2 separate regions of the Mus musculus genome follow, and region 2 is linked to region 1. The links are chromatin contacts, called in public HiCAR-type maps. All regions are on one chromosome and are shown on one strand. The core of a region is the stretch at or near the end of the contact, and the rest is flanking DNA. Distances in the headings are between cores, read along the strand shown. Region 1 holds the start of Miga1 (mitoguardin 1). Region 2 overlaps St6galnac3 (ST6 (alpha-N-acetyl-neuraminyl-2,3-beta-galactosyl-1,3)-N-acetylgalactosaminide alpha-2,6-sialyltransferase 3).

Region 1 (5,267 bases), core at 1,065-3,564:
TCGGGTGCCCACAAGAGCAGCCGATACATAAATATAATAAAAGATGTTTAAATGAAACTAAATACTTAAACTAAAAATAAAACGTTTGCAGCTAATTATGCATGCAGGACACCGTAACGGAGCTGGAGCTGTGATTACCAAGTCAGCAAAGGAGAACTTGAGGTGTGTTTATACTCAGTCCTGACCAAAATTAGCCAGCTAGCTGACGAAAGGAGGGGAGAGTTCACCTTCAGATTCACTCATACATTTCCTTAGAAAGCTATAGGTTCTGCCAGCAAGCAGAATGAATGAGAACATCCTATAAGTACACGTGTCTATGAGGATTCCACGAGGAAAACCATTACTTTGTTAACTTAAAAAGAATTACGGGGGCTGGAGAGATGGCTCAGTGGGTAAGAGCACCCGACTGCTCTTCCAAAGGTCTGAAGTTCAAATCCCAGCAACCACATGGTGGCTCACAACCATCTGTAATGAGATCTGACGCCCTCTTCTGGTGTGTCTGAAGACAGCTACAGTGTACTTACATATAATAAATAAATCTAAAAAAAAAAAGAAATTAAAAAAAAAAAAAAGAATTACGGGTGGGGAGGGAGACATGAGGAGACCAACTGTCCTAATCCATTGGGTCTCGACCTTTCTAATGTGCTGCGACCCTTCAATACAGTCCCTCATATTTGGTTGTGGTGACCCCAACCAAAGTTATTTTCTTTGCTACTTCATAACTGTTAGGAATCACCATGTAGGTATCAGTGTGTTCCGATGGTCTTAGGCAACCCCTGTGACCTACCAGGGGGTCACCAGCCACGGGTATGGAACCACGGCTTTAGAGTCTGGGTACTTACAGAATTATGAGTTCTCTGTTGTTAGTGCACCCAGCTGCTCACAGAAGATGCATTTATAAAGTACAAATCCACTCACAACTGTGTGCATTCATAACTGAGAAATACCCTAGGGTAGAGAGAAGGGTCGGCAGTGCAGAGCACTGGCTGTTCAAGAGCCAGGGCTGATTCTCAGCACCAGCATGGTGGCTCACAGCCATTTATAACTCCAGTTCCAAGGAATTCCACACCCTCCTCTGGACTCCACGGACTGTCGTACCTGGTGCATGGGCATGCAAGCAAAACACTCATATATTTAAAGGAATAAAATAAAAAATACCAGTGACGAAGTGCTTATTTGAGCTTGGCACAGCACTTTGCTCAAAGAATCCGGACAAACCTTTACTTTTGAATTCTAGATACCTCGTTTCTTCTTACTGAAAATCACCAAGGAAACTGAATCTAAACATGATCGTCACTAGCTGACAAACTTCCACAGTAGGCGTTCCGGTTTCTTACAGAAGTATAATGAAAATAAACATGGAAGCAGTTTTATGACTATTCAAATTTGTAAAAGAAACCATAAAACATCACTGCAAATGACCTCACTCTTTGCATGCACCAAGCACTGGTTTATTAAAAGTGTCAATCACCGGAGTTTTCATTTTTAACATCCTGAAATTCTATTCTACAACTCTGACTCTAAGAGCAAGAAGTGAACTGCTACTGAGCCTATATGACACGAAGTGCGAATATACACAACTTAAAACTCTGAGGCTGTACACACACACACACACACACACACACACACTCGAGGGGTTCCATGCTGGCCAGGCAGGCCTGGAATCACTAGGTAACCGAGAACGACCCTGAATCTCTGATCCTTCTGCCTCCACCTGCCCCGTGCTAAGACCACGCATGCAACAACTCCTCTTGTTATCTGAGGAGATATTTCAATGGAATAAGTAGTCGTTACTGACAATAACCTGGTAACAATAATCGCCTGTGAGCTCTGTGTAAAACCAAGATGGCTAGTGGTCACGCCTATAATCCCATCACTAGGGAGGCTGAGGCAGGAGGATTACCACCAGCGGGAGCCCCCGCGTGGTCTCTGAAGTGAGTTCCAGACACGCAGTCTGTTGGGTTGCAGGGTGAGACGCTGGCCGAATAAAAACAATCATTCTAAAAACAAGATGTCTGGGCGGCTCCCAAAAGAGCAGGTGCTCAAGAATTCTGGTGAGCGGGCCACGGCTTCTCCGCAGCCGCCCCGTGACGGGCGTCATCAGCACCCAGGCAGCTGCTAAGGTCCCCGCCGCCCGCGCTGTCCCCGTCCCCGCTCACCGCCGTTCTCTCCGCTCTGCGGGCCCCGCGCTCCGAGCGGTGTGGTCCCCGGCCCGTCGCCCGCTCTGCCCCGCGCCCGCCAGCACCTGAGCCTCCTCGGTCTCCCAGCCGCAGCCCGCACCTAGCAGCCTCTGGCTGCGGGAGGCGGAGTTCTTCCGGGGTCACGACGCAAAGGTAAGGAAAGTGGAGGGGCCGCGGGCGGACTGCGTGAGGGGCTACGTGCGAGGCCGCTCCCGCCATGTTTGTTCAGGGCAGTGGGCTCTGGCTTAGCCTGCTGCTCAGTGGAGAATGGCAGCCCTTTATATAAATAAACCTTGTCAGAGGAGTTGGTAACTTCTTAGGACTATAGGACCGTTCAGAGAATCTGACTAAAACGATGGAGGTTTTTCCTATAAAAAATGGCCAGAGCTAAGGCGTGGTGGCACACGCCTTTAATCCCAGCACTCGGGAGGCAGAGGCAGGCGGATTTCTGAGTTCAAGGCCAGTCCGGTCTACAAAGTGAGTTCCAGGACAGCCAGGGCTACAGAGAAGCCCCGTCTCGAAAAACCAAAACAAACAAACAAACAAACAAACATTATTTATTAAAGTAAACATTACAAACACACACCGCACACAGGTGCACAGACGCACATGCACACCATTTTGAGGCCCAGAAACCCATCGTGGATCCCAAATTAAGAATTTCTGGGCTGGAAATGTAGGTCCTTGGTAGAGTTTATGCTGAGCATATGAGGCTGTTTAATTAATTCCTCCACCAAGCAACCAAGCAAGTTCTATCACAGCCCCTCAGCCCTCAAGTAAGTGAGGGTAACAGGCAGGATGAATGGACCATATATAAATGATGCATTATTATTATTTTAATTCTTTTATTTTTAATCTTCCACTAAATTTAGCAACCTAAGACTAGCAATGAAGTTAAGAATGAAGTATTCTAGATTGAGGGTTAAAAATCAACCATCAGAGCTGTGTGGTGGTGCATACCTTAAGCCCTCAGAAGGCAGAGATGGGCGGATCTCTGTGAGTCTGAGGCTAACTCTGATAGCCGAGGCTACACACAAAAATCCTATCTCCAAAAGCAAACAAAACAAAAAAAAAAAAAAAAGAAAAAATCAAACATTAAGGATCTGGCTCAGTTAAAAGCGCTCATCTCTCTTGTACAAGATTCCCACTATCCACAGCAGGCAGCTCACAACAGTCCAGAACTCTGGTTCCATGAGGATGGAATGTTCTCTGATGGCTTTGAAGGCTACCTGCACACTTACAAACATGTAAAATACATCGTCTCTCATCAAAGCAGCCATCACGCCTGTTTAAACACCTGCATCAGTTGCTGGCCCCAGCTGACAGTGTCCTGGAGTCGCCTCCCCAGCAAAGGCCAACCAAAGAGGACCTTGGTTCCTGAATGAGGTGGGGAGGTGACTTAGGACTCGGTGGGATATGCTTAGAGTTCTGACACAATCTCAAGAATTTCTGAAAAGGAGATTTTGCTCTGGTGTTGTGTGTATGTGTGTGTTTTGTTACTGTTTTCTAGAAATATATGTATATGTACATATATATATATGTATATATATATATTATATAAATACTTGTATGCATGCCTCTTATAAGCTTTACATATTTCTATATACTTATATATATTTCAAATATTTTCTTCTTCTTCTCCTTCTTCTTTTTTTTTTTTTTGAGACAGCATCTCTCTGCATAGCTCTGGCTGTTCTGGAACTCTCTTTGTAGATCAGGCTGGCCTTCAACTCACAGAGATCCACCTGCCTCTGCCTTCTGAGTTCGGGGTCTAAGAGCGTGTGCCACCACGCCGTGCTTTCACACATTCTCTCTTTGTGAGCGTGACTTCTGCTTATTCTGAGCCAAGGTCTTATGTATACCACACAGTTCTTGAACTCTCTACTTAGCCATGGGTGACTTTGAACTTCTGATCCTCCTGTCTCCAACTCTAGCGTGCTGGGATTACTGGGGGTTGATACCATGCCCTGTTGGGGTTTGGTCTTGTGCACTGTGCATTCAGATGCTGATTTCTGTGCCCAGAGATCTGGTTACAGTCCGGATGCTGGCATTATCATTACTCAACCACCTCCTGCATCGGTGCTGTGTAGAAAGATGCTCTCCAATTATCTCTGACCGGTTACTAAAGAGCTGGCCAGCATCTGGCTGGGCAGAGGAGATAGGAAGGGTGGACATTCAATCCCAGCCCAAGGGTCCCAGTGAGAGAGCAGCCGTGAGGACACATACGGAGCAGATAAGGGGGCGGGGACCTCAAACTGAAGGTCAAGGGCCTGTGGCTGGGAAGACGATCCCTTGGGCAGAATAGCTCAGAACCTCCCCTGCCTGGGCTTACAGCTTGCTAATATACGTAATAAATAGGTCATTGTGTTGATTATTTGGGAGTGAGAACGGAGACAGATAAGGCATCATTCTTAAATTACAGCCTACAGTGCCCAGAAAAGAAATCATGATTCCTGTCCCACCCTGCCCCTAGTGTTAGGGGTAGACTCTAGGACTTCACGCCAGGCAAGTTCTCTGCAACTGGGTTACATCCCTTGCTCAATTGTAAGTGTTTATTTCATTTTTTAAGCTTTTGTGTGTATTGGTTATTTTTTTCTATTGTCATGATGAAAGACTGTAATCAAGGACTTATAAAAGAAAGACTTTACTTGGGTGTTATGGTTGCAGATGTTCAAAGATGGCAGAGCACAGGTGGAGGCGACTGGAACGGTAGCTCAAGCTCACATGCTGAAGAGCAAGCAGCAAGTGGTGCAGTGCTAAGGGCTTGTGGCTTTTGGAACCTCTAAACCTATTCCAGGAAGCTCACACCTTCTCAGTCTCCGCAGACAGCCACCCACGGCATCGAGTATTCAAATGCCAAAGGCTTATGGGATATATCTTACTCAAACGGCCACAATGTGTGTGTGTGTGTGTACACGTGTGTGTGTGTGCATGTGCATGCGTGTGTGCCTGCTTGAATTTCTGTGTACCGCATGCGTGCAGGAACCTAAGGAGGCCAGAAAAGGGCATCAAATCTCTTAGACTTGGAATTACAAGTGTTTGTGAGCCGCCAAGTGGCTGCTGGGAAACTAACTCAGGTCCTCTACG
Region 2 (5,267 bases), core at 1,587-4,086, 1.3 Mb after region 1:
AGCCTCACTGTCTACCCTGCGGGCTACACAGAGGCTCCACACTGAGAACCGCAAAGGACTGTGAGCCTCTCTGAATCTACAAAGGAGCTCACCTGCTCTACAAACAACCTTGGCTTGCATCTAAATGAAGTGTCTAGAGGCTGTGCTCTCCCAACTTAGCCCCGGACCACAGCATCCTGAATAGCATTGCCCTTAATGAGCCACGGATGAGACAATGGCTCTCAGGCTGCTCTGGCATGGACTCCAAGCTTCCTTGGAAAATCAAAATGCCAGAAGCCCAAGTAAACACTTAAGACACAACAATGCCAAATAGACATGAATAGCAAATACCTCCAAAAATATGAGCTTCTCAAGAGACATTATTTACGCACTCTGCCATTTTTTTTCTCTTTCTGTGGCTCTCAAAGAGGATTTAATCCTCTGACAATTTTTCACTCAGAGAAAGACAAAGGAGCCCACGGTGGAAGGGAAAGCATTGCTCCATGAATCAAATCCAGTCTGCCTCATAAGTCACAGTGGATCTACATTTCTGTTCTGAGTAACGATTGGAAAGAGGGCTACAACCGTAGTCAGGAGGTCTGACTTGTCACCTCAGCTCAGCAACTGACCAGTGGTGAGGCACCAGCTTCCCTTCTGAGGTCTGGTCTCACTGGCCTCACGGATCACCTGTCTAGGGCCCTCATAGCTCATGGCCTCAGGAATGTGGCAGAGGGCTGAGTGTTCCACTCTAATGTCCTCAGTTTCTGTTATGTGGGTGCCTCTGCCCATCTCAGAGGCTCTAGGCTGGTGAAGCCTGCACCCACAAGGCAGGATAACCCAGAGGCTTCCACCTGCCTGGACAGAGTGGAGTTCCAATCCTCAGCAGGGTCTGCTGCTGCAAGGATTGCTGGTCCGGAACACACCCTCTCTGGTCTTCTGTCCCACTCCTCTCTATACAGTTTTCTGGTACTATCGCCCACAGCAGGCTCTTGAACTAGAATCCTTTGGAAGAAATCCAGATTGAAATAGAGACAGCATGGCTTTCTAGCAATCCACTCTGTAACACAAGAACTAGTTCATTTCTGTCCAGAGCTGACCCCAAAGCAACCTTAGGGGGAAAGCCTCATTTTAATACGGCTCTGAAGCTCTGGCTGATTCCTGGTGGCTCTCAGCGATGAAAAGTGACACTACTCTGTCACCTGCTCTGTGTGCTAGGGACCACTAGTGCCACTTCTCTCTTAGAAAGGGCCAAAGGCTAATGTCATGAGAAAGCAGGCCAAGTCCAAGGTGGCTGACGCAGGCCTTTGAACCTGCGCTTTCACAGTCCACGGACCTGAAATGTCAGTGCTCCCTGACAGTGGTGCTAAGGGAACAACTGCTCGACCAACTTCGATTATCTCTGGTAAAAAGAAGCCAAATTCACAGGAACACGGAGCCTGGCATCCTCTGTCCGGTGTAAGCGGAGAGCTGGGGCGTCTCTGAAGCCGCCTAGGAAACACACTTCTGGGCGTGCCTGTGAGCATCGGCTGAGGTGGAAAGACTCGCTCTATATGTGTCACGGGCTGTCTCAAACAACCACACAGCTACTGGCCCCCAACCTGCTGCACCGAGCAGCCACCACTAGAGGCCACCACACGTACCTCTGCACCTGAAACCCTTCATTAACATCCTCCAGATAACTCAGAAGTGAGACTCACGTTGCGAGTGAATGCAGTCTACAGATACGCAAATTCACACCTAAGGGAAGGTCTCAGTGCCCTGCCAACGCATACACTGAACAGAGGGCAAGGCCACTGTGGCTGTACAATGGAAGCTGACAGCAGTCCCCACTACATCCACCACGCCATGGATGTGGAAGAGAGTAAACAGGCTAACACCTTAGGGATACACTAAGGCAGGTGTGCCTGGGAAGACGGCAGAAAGCAATTAGGGAAGAAGACCCAACCCAGGCTGAGGATGAAGAAACCTCATGGCCAGCCCTGCTCACAGGTAAGAGTGGGGAGCCTGATGTCTGCCGTCGGCCTTGCCTAACACCATTAAGGGGGGAATGTAAGCTGGAACAGAGTGGGAAAGGTTAAAGAGGAACGTTGAGGCTAACTTGAAAGAATCATGGCTTTCACACCAGAAACTGGGCATAAAAGCAGCTCACCAGGCTGGTGACTGATGGAGCCATCCTGACAGGAACCACAAAGAGGCTCTTAAAGGGAGTCTGTAAGAAAGCGTTGGATCAGTGGAGCTGTCAGACCTGAGACAACCCAGCCCAAATGCAGTGTGCCACACTGTCCTGCCACTGTAGCTGCACGGGTAGGTCACCCTTTCACCATGCAGCACCTCACTCGTGAGAGCAAGCATCTCAGGCTAGCTCCAGCCCGCAGACAGACCCTTGTTCTTTAGCCTCTTGCTGTGTCCCTCAGCAAATGTCACTCAGCACACCAGACAAGTCCTGGAGCTCCCTATGACCGGGTCAGTTATAATATGTGGACGACACTTGCACAAGCCTGCCTGCTACAGCCTAGGTAGCCACAGGTGACAAGTGGAGAACAGAGAGGATGCAGATCAGGCAGGGCAAGAAGGGCTAGCCCAGTCAGGACGATGCTTACCTTGCGAACATACGGGGCGGAATTCATCCCCAGAGCATATTACTAATGTGATGGACCTTTGTTACCAAAGAACTGTACTTAGAAAAGGAAACAAACTTCAGAGAAATAAAAATCCCAGCAACAGCCCCTGGAGTATAGGAGGCCCCGCCACAAGGCTCGTGAAGAAGTGGAACAGAGGCCTCAGCACAGTCCACTCAGTCCACTGTCAGCCTGAGACGCCCGCCAAGCTGGCTGGCTGAAAGAACATGCTGGGTCTGTTCTGTTTGCTGTAGTTTTCTGAGCAGGCTCCATGGTGAGCGAAGAGGCGAACAGGAATCTTCCATTATCCCTTTCAGCTGAAAAGAAACCTCACCACAGAATGCACTTACTGTGAAAGTTGGTACAAACAGCAGCCACGGGGAGGTCGCGATTAGAGGAGGCTTCCAGGGAGAACGGCTTCTTAGAGAGTTGGACTCTGATGGGCAGAGGGAGATGGTGACGGGTGAGGGGTGAACGAAAGAGGGGGCAGGAGCAGAGCAAGGCCTGAGCCTGAGCAGAGGCAGCGGGTGAGCTCACTCACTCAGCCTACATCTGAAGCATCGGTCATCCTAGGTGCCCCACAGCAGGACCAGATCAGTGGGCAAGACAGCAGGCTGGGCCAGTGGAGCATGGTGGTAGGAGCGGCTACAGTTTAACACTGAGAGTTGGGACCTAGGAAACACCGTAGCAAGTTGTTCTAAGAACAGGGTCTTGAGTATGAGCTCAAGGATGCCAGACTTGATTCACAGACATCACTGAGCCAAGGGAGCTTCTCTGAGAAATGTCTGTGAGAGGCAGGGCAGAAAAAGGGAGCCATCAGGTTAGCTCCAGCTGGGGTGATTCATCTTCGGATGCATAAGACCCCGTATGGGACAGAAAGGGGATCAGAGGCTGGAGGAGGAGGAGGAGGAGGGAGAGGAGGGGGAAGGGGAAGAGGGGAAGAGGAAGAGGAAGAGGAAGGGAAGGAGGGGGAGGAGGAAGAACAGAAAAAAGGAGGAGGAGGGGAGGAGGAAGAGGAAGAACAGGAGGAAGAGGGGAGGAGGAGGAAGAGGAAGAAGAGGAGGAAATGAGGAGGGGGAGGAAAAGAAGGAAGAAGAGGAAGAAGAGGAGGAGGAGGAAGAAGAGGAGGAGGAAAAGGAGGAGGAGGAGGAAAAGGAGGAAGAGGAGGAAAAGGAGGAAGAGGAGGAGGAGGGATGCATGTCTTGCGGAACCCTGCTCTGTGTGGTTATATCCTGAGGAGTTCTACTGGGAATAAGTTTAGGAATGAGACAACCCCTCTTTGGAAACATTTAAAAGTTTCTCAATCGTCCTGCAGATAAACAAACAAAACCACATTTGATTCTTCCCGACCCTGCATATTCCACTCTTTTATGACCAATTTGTTTGGGGTGAACATCACAGGACATGAGGAGGGAGGCGGGAGGGGAGGAGCCATTGAAGTCAAAGAGGACAGGATGCCAGGAATCCTCTAAGACTCAGGAACGTCTCACTGAAAAGTTGGGCCACCTTCAGGGAACTCACAACGAATACCCTGTGCCCATGCACACAGACACACAACAGCACCCTGTGCCTCAACACTCAGGCTTCTATTTGCCTGGCTGCTTAGCAGTCTGCATCTATTAGATCACCGTGACAGCTTTTGGATGTCCATCCCTTTAAAACAAACAAACAAACAAACAAACAAAAAGGTAAGATCTAGAAACCCGCATCTCACTGATTTACCAACTTATCTTACACAGGGTTTCCAATGCCACTCCCTAACCAGGCAGCAGGCTCACAAGTCAATCATTTTTCAAGCAGACAGTCTAAAAGCAAAAACCTCAAATCCAAGTGTGGATGTACATGATAGAAATCCCAGCACACAGTGGATGAGGCAGGAGGATTAGAAGTTCAAGGACATCCTTGGCTACAGAGTCAATTCAAGGCCAGCCTTGGCTACATGAGACAGCCTCTACTAAGTTAATAGAAATGCCAAAAGGAAAGCCTTTTCTGATCCACCCTGGGAGAGGTTGATGGCTTACGAGGGTCCAAACTCTCGTGTCTCTTGGAATCTGTGCAACTCTGCATTGGGCCGGTTTTCACAATGCCCACAGAACTTGTTCTCTAGCTCACAGACTCGGCCGTTTCTCTCAGGGCATTGTCACAGTGTGCCGGGGTCCCATGTTTGTACCCAGGTACCTGGAGGTGCCATGCTACTGGCTCGAGCCCCACATTTGGGGGAGCAAGATAAGGAGCCACTTTCCAAAGCCTAACATGGGGTCCCATGGTTGGTAGATGAAGACTGGTCCCATCAGCTCAATAAGTAGTTTTGGTTTGACCTCTGGCTTCCCTGGAGATGCACCACCCCCAACTCCACCTGCTGCCACCTGTGTCCCCTCTGCAGCCCAGGTGGACTCAGAGGTGGTTTGTGTGGAGGAAAAAGCACAAAGAAAATGCAGGAAAGCTTTCAGCAGCGTGAAGCCCGAGAGGCTCAGCTCTGCACTGGTGGGAGCTGGAAATCCAACAATGCCATGCCCATCCACCTTGGCAGGGAGCCTCGGTGCCTCCGGATGCCAGGAAAGGAGCCAGCTGCCTCCTGCAAACATCACAACCTGTCAGCATGAGTCACAAGTCAGTGCCATTCGTTACCTAGCGTCTGAGATTCACAGAAACTGCAGGGTTCTGGGACAT

What was found. HiCAR-type assays count read pairs that join an accessible place to other places.
Region 2: a HiCAR-type map of astrocytes shows a contact between it and region 1, with 4 times the contacts expected there. The contact joins the enhancer-like site here to the promoter of Miga1 in region 1. A contact is called at or near these places in 4 of 39 promoter capture datasets (the 3T3-L1 cell line, the C10 cell line, embryonic stem cells and 1 more) and 2 of 115 datasets of contacts at active chromatin or transcription factors (astrocytes and embryonic stem cells).

The regions. Positions count from the first base shown.
Region 1 is chr3:152,338,093-152,343,359 of GRCm38.p6, forward strand. Miga1 (mitoguardin 1) reads right to left here and starts at 2,315. Exons shown (of 16, transcript NM_174868.4): 1 at 2,160-2,315.
Region 2 is chr3:153,656,980-153,662,246 of GRCm38.p6, forward strand. All of the region lies in intron 1 of St6galnac3 (ST6 (alpha-N-acetyl-neuraminyl-2,3-beta-galactosyl-1,3)-N-acetylgalactosaminide alpha-2,6-sialyltransferase 3), which reads right to left. Among named protein-coding and RNA genes, the nearest start is that of Gm52633, 64 kb to the left of the region's middle. Within about 2 kb of position 2,837, at least 29 of the 459 cell types and tissues checked have an H3K27ac peak or open chromatin away from gene starts, as enhancers often do. A contact at or near this core is called in astrocytes and hippocampal neurons, where this site is marked.